5 separate regions of the Mus musculus genome follow, and regions 1, 2, 3 and 5 are each linked to region 4. Evidence: chromatin contacts called from public Hi-C and promoter capture Hi-C data. All regions are on one chromosome and are shown on one strand. Each heading gives the region's core, a stretch centred on a gene start, on an enhancer-like site or on the middle of the called end of the contact. The rest is flanking DNA. Distances are from core to core; before and after follow the strand shown. Region 1 holds the start of Itpripl1 (inositol 1,4,5-triphosphate receptor interacting protein-like 1). Region 2 holds the start of Stard7 (START domain containing 7). Region 3 holds the start of Mtln (mitoregulin). Region 4 holds the start of Stk35os1 (serine/threonine kinase 35, opposite strand 1). Region 5 holds the start of Zfp661 (zinc finger protein 661).

The links. Promoter capture Hi-C pulls out the DNA fragments that hold promoters and counts their contacts. Hi-C and Micro-C count contacts between places; a contact is called where the count stands out from the background.
Region 1: a promoter capture Hi-C map of pre-B cells shows a contact between it and region 4, with 2.7 times the contacts expected there. The contact joins the promoter of Itpripl1 here to the promoter of Stk35os1 in region 4. A contact is called at or near these places in 1 of 39 promoter capture datasets (pre-B cells) and 1 of 115 datasets of contacts at active chromatin or transcription factors (large pre-B cells).
Region 2: a Hi-C map of rod photoreceptor shows a contact between it and region 4, with 9 times the contacts expected there. The contact joins the promoter of Stard7 here to the promoter of Stk35os1 in region 4.
Region 3: a promoter capture Hi-C map of liver shows a contact between it and region 4, with 3 times the contacts expected there. The contact joins the promoter of Mtln here to the promoter of Stk35os1 in region 4. A contact is called at or near these places in 2 of 39 promoter capture datasets (liver and pre-B cells).
Region 5: a contact with region 4 is called in a promoter capture Hi-C map of liver, with 3 times the contacts expected there. The contact joins the promoter of Zfp661 here to the promoter of Stk35os1 in region 4. A contact is called at or near these places in 1 of 39 promoter capture datasets (liver), 1 of 484 Hi-C or Micro-C datasets (CD4 T cells), 1 of 115 datasets of contacts at active chromatin or transcription factors (embryonic stem cells) and 2 of 9 other capture datasets (adipose tissue and liver).

Annotation. Positions count from the first base shown.
Region 1 is chr2:127,142,116-127,144,815 of GRCm38.p6, forward strand. It overlaps Itpripl1 (inositol 1,4,5-triphosphate receptor interacting protein-like 1), which reads right to left and starts at 1,342. Exons shown (of 2, transcript NM_001163527.1): 1 at 1,100-1,342; 2 at 1-99. The coding sequence starts at 85.
Region 2 is chr2:127,268,876-127,271,575 of GRCm38.p6, forward strand. Stard7 (START domain containing 7) reads left to right here and starts at 1,354. Exons shown (of 8, transcript NM_139308.2): 1 at 1,354-2,005. The coding sequence starts at 1,707.
Region 3 is chr2:127,791,111-127,793,810 of GRCm38.p6, forward strand. Mtln (mitoregulin) reads right to left here and starts at 1,378. Exons shown (of 2, transcript NM_001384135.1): 1 at 1,024-1,378; 2 at 272-722. The coding sequence starts at 1,357. The coding sequence ends at 1,187.
Region 4 is chr2:129,800,145-129,802,844 of GRCm38.p6, forward strand. It overlaps Stk35os1 (serine/threonine kinase 35, opposite strand 1), which reads right to left and starts at 1,315. Exons shown (of 1, transcript NR_029452.1): 1 at 1-1,315. It overlaps Stk35 (serine/threonine kinase 35), which reads left to right and starts at 373. Exons shown (of 4, transcript NM_183262.3): 1 at 373-702; 2 at 1,260-1,860. The coding sequence starts at 397.
Region 5 is chr2:127,583,234-127,585,933 of GRCm38.p6, forward strand. Zfp661 (zinc finger protein 661) reads right to left here and starts at 1,444. Exons shown (of 5, transcript NM_001111029.1): 1 at 1,397-1,444.

The DNA of each region.
Region 1 (2,700 bases), core at 92-2,591, 2.7 Mb before region 4:
TGTCCAGGTCCATGCGGTCACTGACCATCAGGGGGTGGTGAACAACATACATCACTGCCAAGAACATGAGGCTTATCACAGCCATGGAGGCCTCTGCATCTGGAGGAGTAGGAGGGTGGGGATCAGTGGTGATTTCCGGGGCACATCTGTTCTCCAGCACAGAGTCCCCAGAGCCCTGGTACCTCAAATCCTGGATGCCAACTACTCAGGAGGAACAGAAAGTGCATAGAGCTAGGGTGGGAGTTAGCAAGAACGGTCCGCCTTGGGGAAAGGAAGTGGAGACCATAGGATGTACCCTGAGTCAACCTCTTTCCTTCCACATACCGTGGGTGGTGTTTAGGGGACATGAGACTGTTTTTATTCCAGTATAAGATGGGAAGGGGGACCCTTACAGTGGGGTGGCCTCACCCGACTCATCGGTCCACCTCGGGCCCCAGATATGCCCTGCCAGTCCCAGAGGCTCCCTTCCACAGGCAGAAAACACAGAATCTTGTTCGGGCAATGTCTTCCCCATCCTTGGGTAGCCAGCTTCAGTCCCTAGCTGCAGCATCCCACTTCCTCTGTGACTTCACAACCCTACCTTGTGTCATTAGACCACTTAACCTCACCACTCTGCCCTGCAGGTGCCAGACTTGGCACTGTGCTGCCAACTCCTTAGTATTACAGTGATGAGGTTCTGAGGCAGGCTAGCATATGGCCATCAGTCCAGCTGCACTTCTCAGTCCAGGAAAGTGCCTGCAGAATTCAGGGGCCAAGACCCAACTGACAGACAGTAGCAGAGATTCCCTGGCCCCATTGCCCAACCACTGAAACCTGAAGCTTCCGGCCTTCACCCCAGTAATTCACCAGCTATGGGGCTTCTTGAGTCATGAAAGGCAGTGCACCATGGCCATCGAGTTCAGGTGAGGGGCACTCCTCGCTTTGGAATTAAGCCCAACTGCCCCCTCCATGTTCAAAATACCCGAGCCACCGGCCCTGCTTCAAAGTGAAGGCCCCCCTCTACCCTTAGTAACTTCCCCCAAACTCACCCATCTCTCCTGACCCAATAAAATACCCAAATTTAAGGGTTTCTCCTGGAACTAGGGGCTCAGTTACTCACGGTCTCAGTTAGCAGGAGAGCGTTCTTAAAGAGACAGCGCGACCTGGCCGCCCTCGCCTTCTTCCGGGCGTACGCGATGCTCCCAGTTCATACTCCACACAAACTGAGAGAGTCCACCTGACGAGCTCTTTCTGGGTACAGACCATGTCTCCGAGGTCCAAAGTCTGCGGGCAGCGGACTGCAGCGACTACCACGCGGTGCTGGTCCCGGCGGACTCCAGCAATCCACAGCGGTTCCCGCCTCAGGGGTTCCGCCCCGACAAACCCCACCCCTTGCTCGAAGCCAAGAGGCGGGGCCCAAGGCAGGGACTCTTCCAGAGCTGGGGCCCTCCCTCCCTATGGGGCCCTTCCTCCCTATGGGGCCCTCCCTCCCTAAGGCCTCACACCTTTTTGTTTCTAGTCGTCCCCCCTAGGGTTTGAAGGGACAGCAGAGCATCTGTGGCCACGCGCTCACAGCTATTCTGCTTCATTCCGTGGCACAAGGCTGAAGTGCCTGCTGCCACTCCCACCAAGTTTCTTTTACCAGGGCAATGTGTGCTTATTGAGAATTTGGGTGGGAAGGTGAGAAAGAAATTAAGGACTGGGAAAAGCCATTCTCACTTCCCTCTGGCTCTATGCAAGGTGAAAAAGGAAATGAGATGTTTTTAGGCACCACTAATAAGCCTCACTCGATGGGAAGATGACTCATTTGGGTACAGAGCCTGTTGCCCAAGCACGATAATGTGAGTTTGGGTCCCCAGACATCCACCTCTAATCCAAAGTTTAAAAAATGGAGCTAGACAGAGCCACTGAGCTTAAGTGACTGGTATAAGGTTTTATTAAGAGACCTTGTCTCAAAGTAGAGATCTCTAAAGACGATGATTTTGCACCCAGGTGCACAGGAGGCAGGTCCGAGCATACACATGCAATACTACACACACATGCACAGGTATATGCATACCCCACTATAGACGTCACTTCCCCAAATCAGGTATCTTTCCCTAATCAAAGTGACTCTTAGGAAAGGACATCTGTCACTCAAAGACCTGCCTTGGAGCATTGTTTGTCACTTACTAGTCACATAGAGGTAAGAACCCTAAACCTAGCCAGGCAGTGGTAGCACATATGTTTAATGCCATCACTCAGGCTGTAGAGGCAGGCACCTCTCTGAGTTCAAAACCAACATGGTCTAAAGAGAGAGTACCAGGACAGCCAGAGCTACACAGAGAAACCTGGTCCTCTAAAACAAAAACAAAAAACAAAAATTCCTAAGCCTTCAGGCAGCTCTGCTGATCCTACGTCCATAGCAAAGAGAACTTCATAAAGTGTGAAGGCACGACAAGGCTTACTACATGTTAAGAAACCCCAACAAGAGGCTGGAGAGATGGCCTAACGGTTGAGAGCACTGACTACTCTTCTGAGGGGACTCAGGTTTGATTCCCAGCCACTTGCATGGTAGTTCACAACTGTTTGTGACTTGTGCATGCAGTGAACATACATATGCAGGCAAACACACCAATACACATTAAATAAATAGATAAAAAACAACAAGGGGCTAGAGAGATGGCTCAGCTGTTAAGGGAACTTACTCTTCTAGAGGACACTCATTTGGTTCCCAGCAGC
Region 2 (2,700 bases), core at 104-2,603, 2.5 Mb before region 4:
TGTGAGGAAGACAAGGCTTTTATAGGTCAGTGGTAGGGAGTTTCCAAACGGGGGATTTGGTGGGTAAAATGGGCCGGGTCACAGAGGCACACTGTAAGCATAACAAGTTAGTTTTACAAGGGTCCCTAAAACAAAGGCACGGTTGCAAGGTAGGCCTAACAAGGTAGTCATAGGTGGTTGTATAGCCTTTTGAAATAGAGGTAGGGTTGCAAGATGGTTATACACAACTTTTAAAAAACAAAGAAATGACTACGATTCTAGGAAGAGACAGTACAGAACTATTTGTGGTTAAGGTTATAGGTGGGGCATAGCTCAATCCTTGAGAAACAGGTTTAATCATAAAAAGGAGTGAACTGGCTTGTCTTTACTATCTGTAAGATGACTTTTAAGACTAAAATGGAGGCAGACTGATTCTTCACTTAAGGGGCAGCTATTATTTCCATCTTATAACTGGACAGAGAATTTTTATTTATTTATTTATTTATTTATTTGAGACACACTGTTGCTCAGGCTGGCAATTTTATTTATTTATTTATTTATTTATTTATTTATTTATTTGAGACACACTGTTGCTCAGGCTGGCAATTTTATTTATTTATTTATTTATTTATTTATTTGAGACACACTGTTGCTCAGGCTGGCAATGCTCCTGCCTCAGCCTCTGGAGTGCTGGGATTACAGACATGAGCCACCAGGCCCTGGCTTAGAATACTGATGTATCCTGAGACTCCATGTAGTAACCATTAGGTTACATACACGTGGCCAGACAGGTTTTGGGAAACCTGGTTACTCTCCTACCTTGTTGCCTCCTCCGAGTCAGAGACTGCTCAGGCCTAACGCATTTTCAGAGAGCAACGGGTCACCCGCCCTCGAGTTCTCTGCAAGGTGTTCTTCGGCCCTAAGGATGGACCACCCGTACTCTCTCGGAGCCGGAACCCAGAACCGCGTCCCTGCCGCAGATACTTAGGAGGGCTCGGGGAATCAGGGCAAGGGGGACCAAGGAAGCTGCCCCTGGGCTGTGATAGGTGCGGGGTCACGTAGGGCGTGCACCGCCCCTCCCGGGACTGTAGAGAACAGGGAAACAGGCCGGGCCTCTCAGGACAACGGAACGCCACCGCACCTGACCGTGCCTCTCCTCCGGACCGGGTGAGACGTCCCTAAATGGCTGCACCGCCGGGTCCGAGGGTCACTCTCCAGGCGCCCTTGACAGGCCCTCCCGCCACGCCACCTAGCTTGCTACCAGGCAGCCCGGAGCAAGGGCGGAGGAGCACTTTGGCTTAGCCAATGAGCGCCCAGGGTTCTGAGATGCGCCCAATCAGAGTGCGGGCAGGACAAACAGGTTAGGTTGCGCGCACTCGGCGCGAGAGGCGGACACAGGCGCACGGGACCGCTTCTGCTGTGGCCTGGGACGGCCACCGCTTTGCTTCCCGCGCCCTGGCCGCGGGGGCCCCGCGAGTTCCCGCCGTACACACAGACGGGCGGGCTGTCGGGACCGAGAGGGCCTCGTGCAACGGCGCTCTCCTCGGAAGCCACGCTACCTCAGCCGCTTCTGCAAAAAGGCATGAGGGACGGCTCCTGGCTTCTGGAGCGTGAGGTGGCCTCGGGGTCAACCCGTTAAGGGGACTGCGCGGACGGCCCGGCCTGCCTTCCCCCAGCCCTTCCTCTCCGGGGCCCCGCGGCAGGCGCGGGAATCCACAGAGGCCGACATGTTCCCGAGGAGGCCACCGGCCACCCTGGCCGCCTGGCTGGCGGGCGCGCGGGGCGGGGGCCTGCTGTCCGCGCTGGCCAATCAGTGCCGCTTCGTGACGGGCCTGCGCGTGCGGCGAGCGCAGCAGATCGCGCAGCTCTACGGCCGCCTGTATTCCGAGAGCTCGCGCTGCGCCCTGCTCGGACGCTTCTGGCGCCGGCTGCGAGGCCGCCCCGGCCATGCCTCTGTTTTGATGGCGGCGCTCTCCGGTGTTTTCGTATGGGACGAGGAGAGAATCCAGGAGGAGGAGTTGCAGAGGTGAGCCTCTTGGCTGCAGTTGGCGTCCCTGTTCCGTAGAGAAGGGTGGGCCTGGGCGGGAGGTTGGTGGGCACCTTGGGGCTTGAGCTGTTGACAGTGCCCAGTTTGCCCAGTGGTCTTTTGAGTACGATGCAATAGATTGAACCCATTTTAGCACCCCGTGTTACTGCCCCCATGCCTGTTAAATCCACTTGTCAGGTTAAAAATAACCACAAGAGAGACGACTTCGAATGGGTAGTATGACACTAAAGAAAATACTCCAAAACCAAATTAGATATCTGAGGTATACAGGTGATTTTTCGGGTAATCAGTGTACCCAGAAAAGTGCAAATTCAAAATAGGGCTTAAAATAAGCCCAAGGGTGTGTGTGTGTGTGTGTGTGTGTGTGTGTGTGTGTGTGTGTGATGTAGCATGCCATTTATAAAATGACTGCGATCCAGATGGAACTCGGGCTTTGCGCGGACAGCCCACTGTCATTGTGACTTGTGTCTTGGCACATTCAAGAAGCTGGGAGGGATTTTGTCTGTTTGCACAAAGCAATGGCCTGGATATTCTAACCAGTAAGAGTTAGGTTAGGTTTTTTTTGTTTGTTTGTTTTGTTTTTACTGTTTTAGAACTCTTCGAATACTGTACCATTATGTTTTGTCTGTGGAAAAGCCCATTGGCATTGATTTATTTTTGTTAACCTGTAGTTC
Region 3 (2,700 bases), core at 128-2,627, 2.0 Mb before region 4:
AAGAACCCTATTCTACCTCAAAGATCTTCACCTAGTTCTCAGTGAGGAATGCTGACTAGAAAGCTTCAGCCAACTAAAGCCCAGACAGGATGGCTCTCTGAAAACTGGCGTTTCAGCCCTTGCTGGATTCATAGAATAAGATCTAAGTCACATATAAGGCTCAATAATCCTAGGAAAATGGGCCATGGTGTTTCCCTGGAGAACAAACTGATTTTCTTAAAAATGTAGACAATGCGTCAGAAATACATCTTATAAATAACCAAGGCTTTGGTCACTTGATAGGACTGGCATTTATCTTTAAGCTTACTCAACAGTTTCTCTTTCACATATATATTCCGTTATATCACATGCATTATTTTTTTTAATTTTAGTTTTTTTACTCTCTACATTCTTCAAAGTGCAAATATCTTGCATTTGTAATGCTTAATTCAGGCATTTGACACAGCTCCTAGGTTTTCTGAATATGTCTAGAAAAATGACTCATAATGGTCCGTTGATCAGATCTGCCTCCAGGCTGTACCAAGGTGAGATTCCATCAGAAAGTCTCTGCTTTCAGGCTCCAAATCTCTTACTGCAGCAAACTGAATGGTAGGCAAAAATACTGCTTTCTTTTGTGAGGAGGAAAAAGATTCAAAGATGTTTAATTTTTTATTTTAAAAATAGATTCATAAAGTGCAAGAAATTATTTCTCTCCAGTGCTTTTTATTTTCATCTTCGACAAGCTGTTGAAAAACAGTAAGAAAAAAAAATCAGTAACACAGTAGTATCTTTAACTTCAAATTTCTGTACTGTGATCGCAAACCATGAACTAAGAGAAGAAAACTATAGGACTGAAGAATAACTATGATGAAACGCAAAGCTCCTGCCATCCACGTTAAAAAGCCACTGTGGACCCTATGAATGTGGAGGCTGGGCGTGAAATGACTCCCTCCCCCATTTCGAAGTTAAATGTTAAGGTGTAACTGCATCGCACGTGGTAAAACATTCCCATTAAATACCCTCAGCAAACTGAGCTGTTAATACCTGAAAGTAAGTTGTTAGAGAAGACAAAACTATTTTCTTTCTGAAGCAAGCCATGTTCTTGCAAGCCGTGCAAGGACGACTCCTGGGTCGCGCGGCTCCCACGATCCGGGCTGCGTTGGGCTTAGGGAGTGAGAACCCGGCGGACTCGGGCTGCAGCGCGTGCTCAGGCCAGGTCCAGCTTTTTCTGAGTCGTTGCCAGCTTGTCCTGCAGCCTCCGCTTCCTCCAGTCTAGGTAACGCCTCCGCAGCCGATTCGCTTGCCAGCCCAGGACCACTCCAGAGGCGAAAGCCACTAGCACGGACACCTGCAGCGTCCTCTCAGACACGTCCGCCATTGCAACCACTCAGCACAAAGTAGAGTGAGCTACGGATTGGCGCAAGGATCAGATGCCACAGCGCTCGCTTGAGGCCCGCTCTGAGTCTGCGCGAGGAAAGGACAGGAAAGGAAGCAGAGTTCCCTGACTCTTAGATCAGGAGTCTTAACTGTGATGTGAGATGGTCTTGGTTTCTGATGGGCTCCGCGTTTCTTCTACATTTCTTGTTTGACATTAGTCAGATATTCACTTGCATCATACCCGAAGTGTTATCTACTATTGTTCGTTTTTGTTTTGTTTTGTTTCTTTCTTTTTGGTTTTTCGAGACAGGGTTTCTCTGTATAGCCCTGGCTGTCCTGGAACTCACTTTGTAGACCAGGCTGGCCTCGAACTCAGAAATCCGCCTGCCTCTGCCTCCCAAGTGCTGGAACGCCTGCGCCACCACGCCCGGCTTTGTTCGTTTTTCTTATCTAAGCTTTCTGGTAACTCGATTTTAAAATAAACAAATAGAGAAAAAAACTTAATAACACTTAAAAAGAACAAATTTAGATGAAATGGTCTTTAATACGTTTTCTCTTACCCCAGTATACAGGGTATTTTAATATATAATCTTCCAAGTTACTAGTGTCAATGCAATAGCCACAGCTCTCATCAATGGAATAAAAAGTGGACATTGTCAGACCAATGACCTTTAAGTACTTAAAAAAGAGAAGCAGCAGCGGTCGCCATCTTGGTCTGAGACCCGCCGAACTTAGGAAATTAGTCTGAACAGGTGAGAGGGTGCGCCAGAGAACCTGACAGCTTCTAGAACAGGCGGAAGCACAGAGGCGCTGAGGCAGCACCCTGTGTGGGCCGGGGACAGCCGGCCACCTTCCGGACCGGAGGACAGGTGCCCACCCGGCTGGGGAGGCGACCTAAGCCACAGCAGCAGCGGTCGCCATCTTGGTCCGGGACCCGCCGAACTTAGGAAATTAGTCTGAACAGGTGAGAGGGTGCGCCAGAGAACCTGACAGCTTCTAGAACAGGCGGAAGCACAGAGGCGCTGAGGCAGCACCCTTTGTGGGCCGGGGACAGCCGGCCACCGTCCGGACCGGAGGACAGGTGCCCGCCCGGCTGGGGAGGCGGCCTAAGCCACAGCAGCAGCGGTCGCCATCTTGGTCCGGGACCCGCCGAACTTAGGAAATTAGTCTGAACAGGTGAGAGGGTGCGCCAGAGAACCTGACAGCCTCTGGAACAGGCAGAAGCACAGAGGGGCTGAGGCAGCACCCTGTGTGGGCCGGGGACAGCCAGCCACCTTCCGGACCGGAGGACAGGTGCCCGCCCGGCTGGGGAGGCGACCTAAGCCACAGCAGCAGCGGTCGCCA
Region 4 (2,700 bases), core at 65-2,564:
CTTGGTCCTTTGCAACCTTGGAAGTGCGGACCACCCGGGTTTGGCAGAGAAGGATACTGAGGATTAAGTGCGGCTGAGATCATTGGGGTCATTAGTGGGCGTGGAGATTAGCGTTCTAACCCTGGTCTCAGCTGTGAATCGATTACACCTAAGCCATTCCCCCAATCAGCATCAAGTGCCGAGTGCGGGCGTAGAGGTACGATGCAGGTCAAGTCCGGAAAGGCGTTTGCGGAGTGCAGGCGCCTCGCGAAGGCCCTCGGTACAAATCGCGGGATTTTGGCGCGCTCTTTTTGTTGGCTGGGTGTTCTCGCCAGTGATTGGTTCCGGGCTGTCGCGGCGGCTGGGTCTACCTCGGCTGCAGAGAGGCGGCGCGGCTCTCCGCTGGCCTCCTGGGGGATGGGCCACCAGGAATCTCCGCTGACCAGAGCGGCGGCGGGAGGTGCAGCTTACATAAAGAGGTTACGTAAAGTGCTCAGCTGGCGTGAACTCGGGGACGGCCACGGGAACCTGGAAGCCGAGGCCTCCCCCGGGAGCGTTGCTGTCATCACAAGAGCAGCGCCGCGACGCGCTACACGCTCAGCCAGGCTCCCCGCCTCGCGCCCTACCCGGCTCTGCAGACAAGCCCGGCTCGGAACGGACCATCCTCCGGCGCGGGCTCCAAGGGGGAACCGGTTCGCCCGGAAGAGGAACAGCGCCGGCCAGGTAAGAGGGAGTGGAGGGAGGAAGGGAGGGCCGAAGCGGGAGCCCCGGCGCCCCACCGTAGTCCCGGGGGCGTCACCGGGGCCTCCGCCTGTCGTCCTCGGAAGCCGATCTTTTAGCCGGTTTCCCTTCGCCCGCTGTCCCCGGGGGTCTGGGTCGTCCCGCCGGGCTCTCCTGGGTTTGATTCACGGGACTGTTTACACCGGGAGAAGCCCGGGTAGGACGTGGGGAGGGGCCGTTGAGAGGGGGCTAAGCCCCAGGAAAGTTTAAGCCGGCCGTCTTCGATGGGGACGATCCCTACGGCTTTATTTATTTTTTCTGCTCCTGACGGATAAGTCGGCGAGAGGGGACGGTTTGCGCTTCGGTTTCCGGTCCTCCCTCGGTACTTCCCGGTGGTTCCGTCTTTCCCGCTTTCCTTTCCCTTCCCCCGTTCAATTCGAGACGGTGGCTCCTTCTTAAAGGGGCCGCGACCGGCGGCGGAGGTGGGACGCCGGACGCTTTAAGTTCCTCATCTACCCTTCTCGGCCCGGTGGGTTTTAACTTCTCCCTCTCGCCCTTAGATCACCATCCAAGGTCCCGCTCCTCCACATCTCGGGGCTAGACGGAGGGATGAGGCAAGGGGGGCCCGGGCGGCGCCGTTGCTGCTCCCCCCGCCCCCCGCAGCCATGGAAACGGGGAAAGAGAACGGAGCCCGCAGAGGGACAAAAAGCCCGGAGCGGAAAAGGCGAAGCCCAGTCCAGCGGGTACTGTGCGAGAAGCTGAGGCCGGCGGCCCAGGCCATGGATCCGGCTGGGGCCGAGGTCCCGGGCGAGGCCTTCCTGGCCCGGCGGCGGCCGGATGGCGGCGGCGGGGATGTTCCTGCACGGCCGCGCTACAGCCTCTTGGCGGAGATCGGGCGCGGCAGCTACGGCGTGGTTTATGAGGCTGTGGCTGGGCGCAGTGGGGCCAGGGTGGCAGTCAAGAAGATCCGCTGCGACGCTCCCGAGAACGTGGAGTTGGCACTAGCAGAATTCTGGGCCCTCACCAGTCTCAAGCGGCGGCACCAGAATATCGTGCAGTTTGAGGAGTGCGTCCTACAGCGCAACGGGTTAGCCCAGCGCATGAGTCACGGCAACAAGAACTCACAGCTTTACCTGCGCCTGGTGGAGACCTCGCTCAAAGGTAGACTACAGCCGGCAGTCCTGCCCTCTCCTGGACCCCCTTGTTCTCAGAACCACTCAGTTCTAATAACTGTCTCTGGCTCGCTAAGGTCCTTGACCCGGCTTTGGGACCTTCTTTCTTGCTAGGAAATCAGTCTGTTCCCCAGCCGTTAGCTGACATTCCCTAACAAGCTCACCAAGTGCTAACCTTGATCTTTTTAAGTACTCACTCAGTAGGTGTGAGCCATAATTACAAGCCTAGCATTTTAAAAGATGGATGAAGAGTAGTCCTGGTGGGATTCAAAGTAGTTGGTAGAACTGCAGAAGCCCCCTCATGCCTCTTTCTCATCAGAACCTAGAGGGGAAAAAAAGTAGCAGACCCACCCATGCCATTCTCCTTTCCTGATTTCTAGTTTCTTCCAATTCTGTTCCCAAACCTTGTCTTCAAGTGTGAGGTTTCCTCCGAGAACCCCAACCCTTCACCCGAGAGCAGACAATCATTCAGTTGGTTCTTGGTTTAGTCCCTGAGGGCACCACAGGTTAATAACTCACGCACCCAGTAATAACCCCCTCAGGTGGGCCAAGAGCTGTCGCATAACAAAACAGGTTGCAGCTTTCCCTGCCCTGTTACAATCTCAGTTGTTTTCATAACCCCTGGGGCTGTCTGAGCAGTGATTGTTGCAGAACCATGGGGCTCCAGGAGGCCAAACACCTTGCCTTCCTGTGTAAACTAGAGAAGAGGCAGTGGGCTGCAAGTGTCTTGAGTTCCTGGGGCAGGGGGTAGGGCGAGGGAAATTGGACAGTCGCAATCCCAGCTATATAATCTGAGCGCTACGATTTGGATAATATCTGTAACAGTAAA
Region 5 (2,700 bases), core at 194-2,693, 2.2 Mb before region 4:
ATAGTTACAACGGCTTTAATTAACCATCACTAACACGTTATCTTTATTGAAAGTTATCTGCCAGCCAGCTTCCTAAGCACATTACACATATCCTATTTAATCTTTAGGTAATGCAACCAAAATCTGGACTCTCCTAAGCATCTATGACAGACAACTTGATTAAATAATCTATTGTCCAGCGGCTAGACACACTTGGAGCACTACGGAACTCCACCATAACTAGCGTTGAGTGCTTGCTCTCATGAGGCACTATGCTGAGTGCTTTCTATAAAGATAATTTAGTTCCATCGTCATACATCAATAAGAGAGGCACTATTTCACAGCAATTAAGAGAGTCAGGCTTTGTAAAAGGCTGAGGTGGAACTGGGAAAAGTCTGCCTGGAAGCTTTTAATTCTGTTATAATTTACTTTCATTGAAAGATAGCCATAAAGTTAAGCAGATCTTTACCTGCAACACATCCCAGCATCCCGGGAAGCTTGATTCGCGTGACTGAAATTTCACGGAAAACAGAACTATGGTGATATACACCCGTAATGCTAGCACTTGGAAGGCTAAGGCTTAACACAACGCCAGGTTAAGCTACAAAATAAGATCGTATCTCAAATGTAAAAAGAACACTAGGGAAAAGATCACTAGTAAATTGCCAACAACTTCAATGGAGTAACAGACAACTGGCCATCCCACGGACTTCTAGACATCTGACACTTACTGGTGGTTGGAACGAAGTTGTGCTAGTTCGATTTAACGGTGGTCAGAATGTCAACCTCTAGAATTGTTTCTCAAAATTTTGTTTATGTTGACCTCATTTGAGACGCACAAAATATCGTGCTTGGTGGGTCTTACTCTGATACTGTGGGTCTTGTCTGGCCGCAGTATAGTCCCTTCACCCTTATTTCCCACTATTCCTTAACAGTGCACTCCAGTCAATATCATCTTAAAATTGCCTAAAGCCATTTGCGATTTCCTTTGGGGTTTTCTTCACCTCAAATCCGGTATCGTCCAGGAACACCCTATGCTCACACCAGGACATTCCGGTGCAGGCTCAGGGCGAGAAGCTGAAGCAAAGGGAGACGTTTTCTAGGGGACTTGGGAGAGAATGGAGTGGATGCTCCCAGATTTAGCGTCGGTACCATCCACATCCACGTAGCACCCATCATGGAAAGAAGGAACGAAAGGAAGACCGGGATCTCCAACTTGAAAGTACAGGATTCTGACACACAGTGGACATACCCTACGAGGACACTGTCCCCACGGAACCGACACACACCAGAAGGGAAGACTCTCTGTCCACACAGGCCACGCCCACTAACCCTCCCCCAAGTGCCCAGTGTCCCCGTGTCTCCTCCGCCACCGCGTCCACTCGGCTTCTTGAACACCTAGACCCGCAACCCTCACCTTTGGCAAGAGTACTGGGAACCTGCGAACACTCACCGCCTCGTGTCGGGAAGGCAGTGCGCCTGCGCGAAGATCTTCGGCCTCTGAGCTCCAATCATAGTGTTGCCTTTGCATGAACTACACTTCCCAGAAGCATCAATAGCCGGCGCGCCGTGAGATGACGGGTAAAATCCTGCACAAGGTTGCACTCCAGGTCTGTGGTGCTGAAACGGATAGGACCAGGCTCTGACCCTAAACAGCACAAGTTCGATTTCTAGTTCGTTTCCGGTTTGCCAGTGTACCTATTTTTTCTGAAAGCCAGGGTTCCCGTTCTTTCAGTAGACTATCCCAGATGCATGAGCCCAGAAACATACCTGTCGCAGTCTTCCATCAAGAATTCGTGGTGTAGGTTTAATCCCAGATTTGGTAGCATGTCGGAGAATTTACACCCAACTCTGTAGCTGTAATCCTGAATGAGGGTGACCTTCTACCTACTGCTTCAGAGGATACCAGCCAAACAACAGACTTTAAACGTTGTAGCTCAGTCCATTCCCCACCCCACCCCCCTCTCTCTGTGTCCTGAACTCACTATGTAAACCAGGATGGCTTCAAACTTGGAGATCCACCTGTCTCTGCCTCCAAAGACCTGGGCTTTAAGGTGTGCATCACCCCACCTGGCCTCTTTGTATCTCAAAAGCTCAAAAAGGCTACAAAACTTCAAAAAGGAAGCAAAACTTCTAGGGAAAATTCTCAATTTGTGAGGCAAAAAAAAAAAAAAAAAAAAAAAAAAAAAAGGCAACCTTCATTTGGTACTATGAGATCTGGATTTGCCCCCTCTCTGAACCAAAAGACAGGTTTTGGCTTTTCTGGAATTAACTGGATACTGCAGAATATGAATTACAATATTTAAAGAAATAGCCAGGCCAGTCATGAGAAATTAAATGAGGGTCCCAAGCCCATACCATTTGTAATTGAGGGATTAAGGAACACTCTTTTGATAGGCTTAAGAAAGCTCCAGCACTGGGACTTCCAAAGGGATGGGCTGTTTCAACTATACATTACCAAAAAGCAGGGCTGATACCCATTCTCATCTGGCCATTGGGTGGTCACAAATGGTCATACCATACCTGTCTGAACAACTGGATCCTGAAACCCAAGATGACCCCAGTATCTCCAGGGACTGACAATGACTCTTTGATCTCCCATTACTATCTGTACACCCTTCCTAAAACCTTGATCTCTTTGGCTATCAATTAAACCTCTCCAATATCAGTTTTTCTTAAATAGAACCTAGAATTGGTAAAGAAGTAAATTTTTCTACTGAG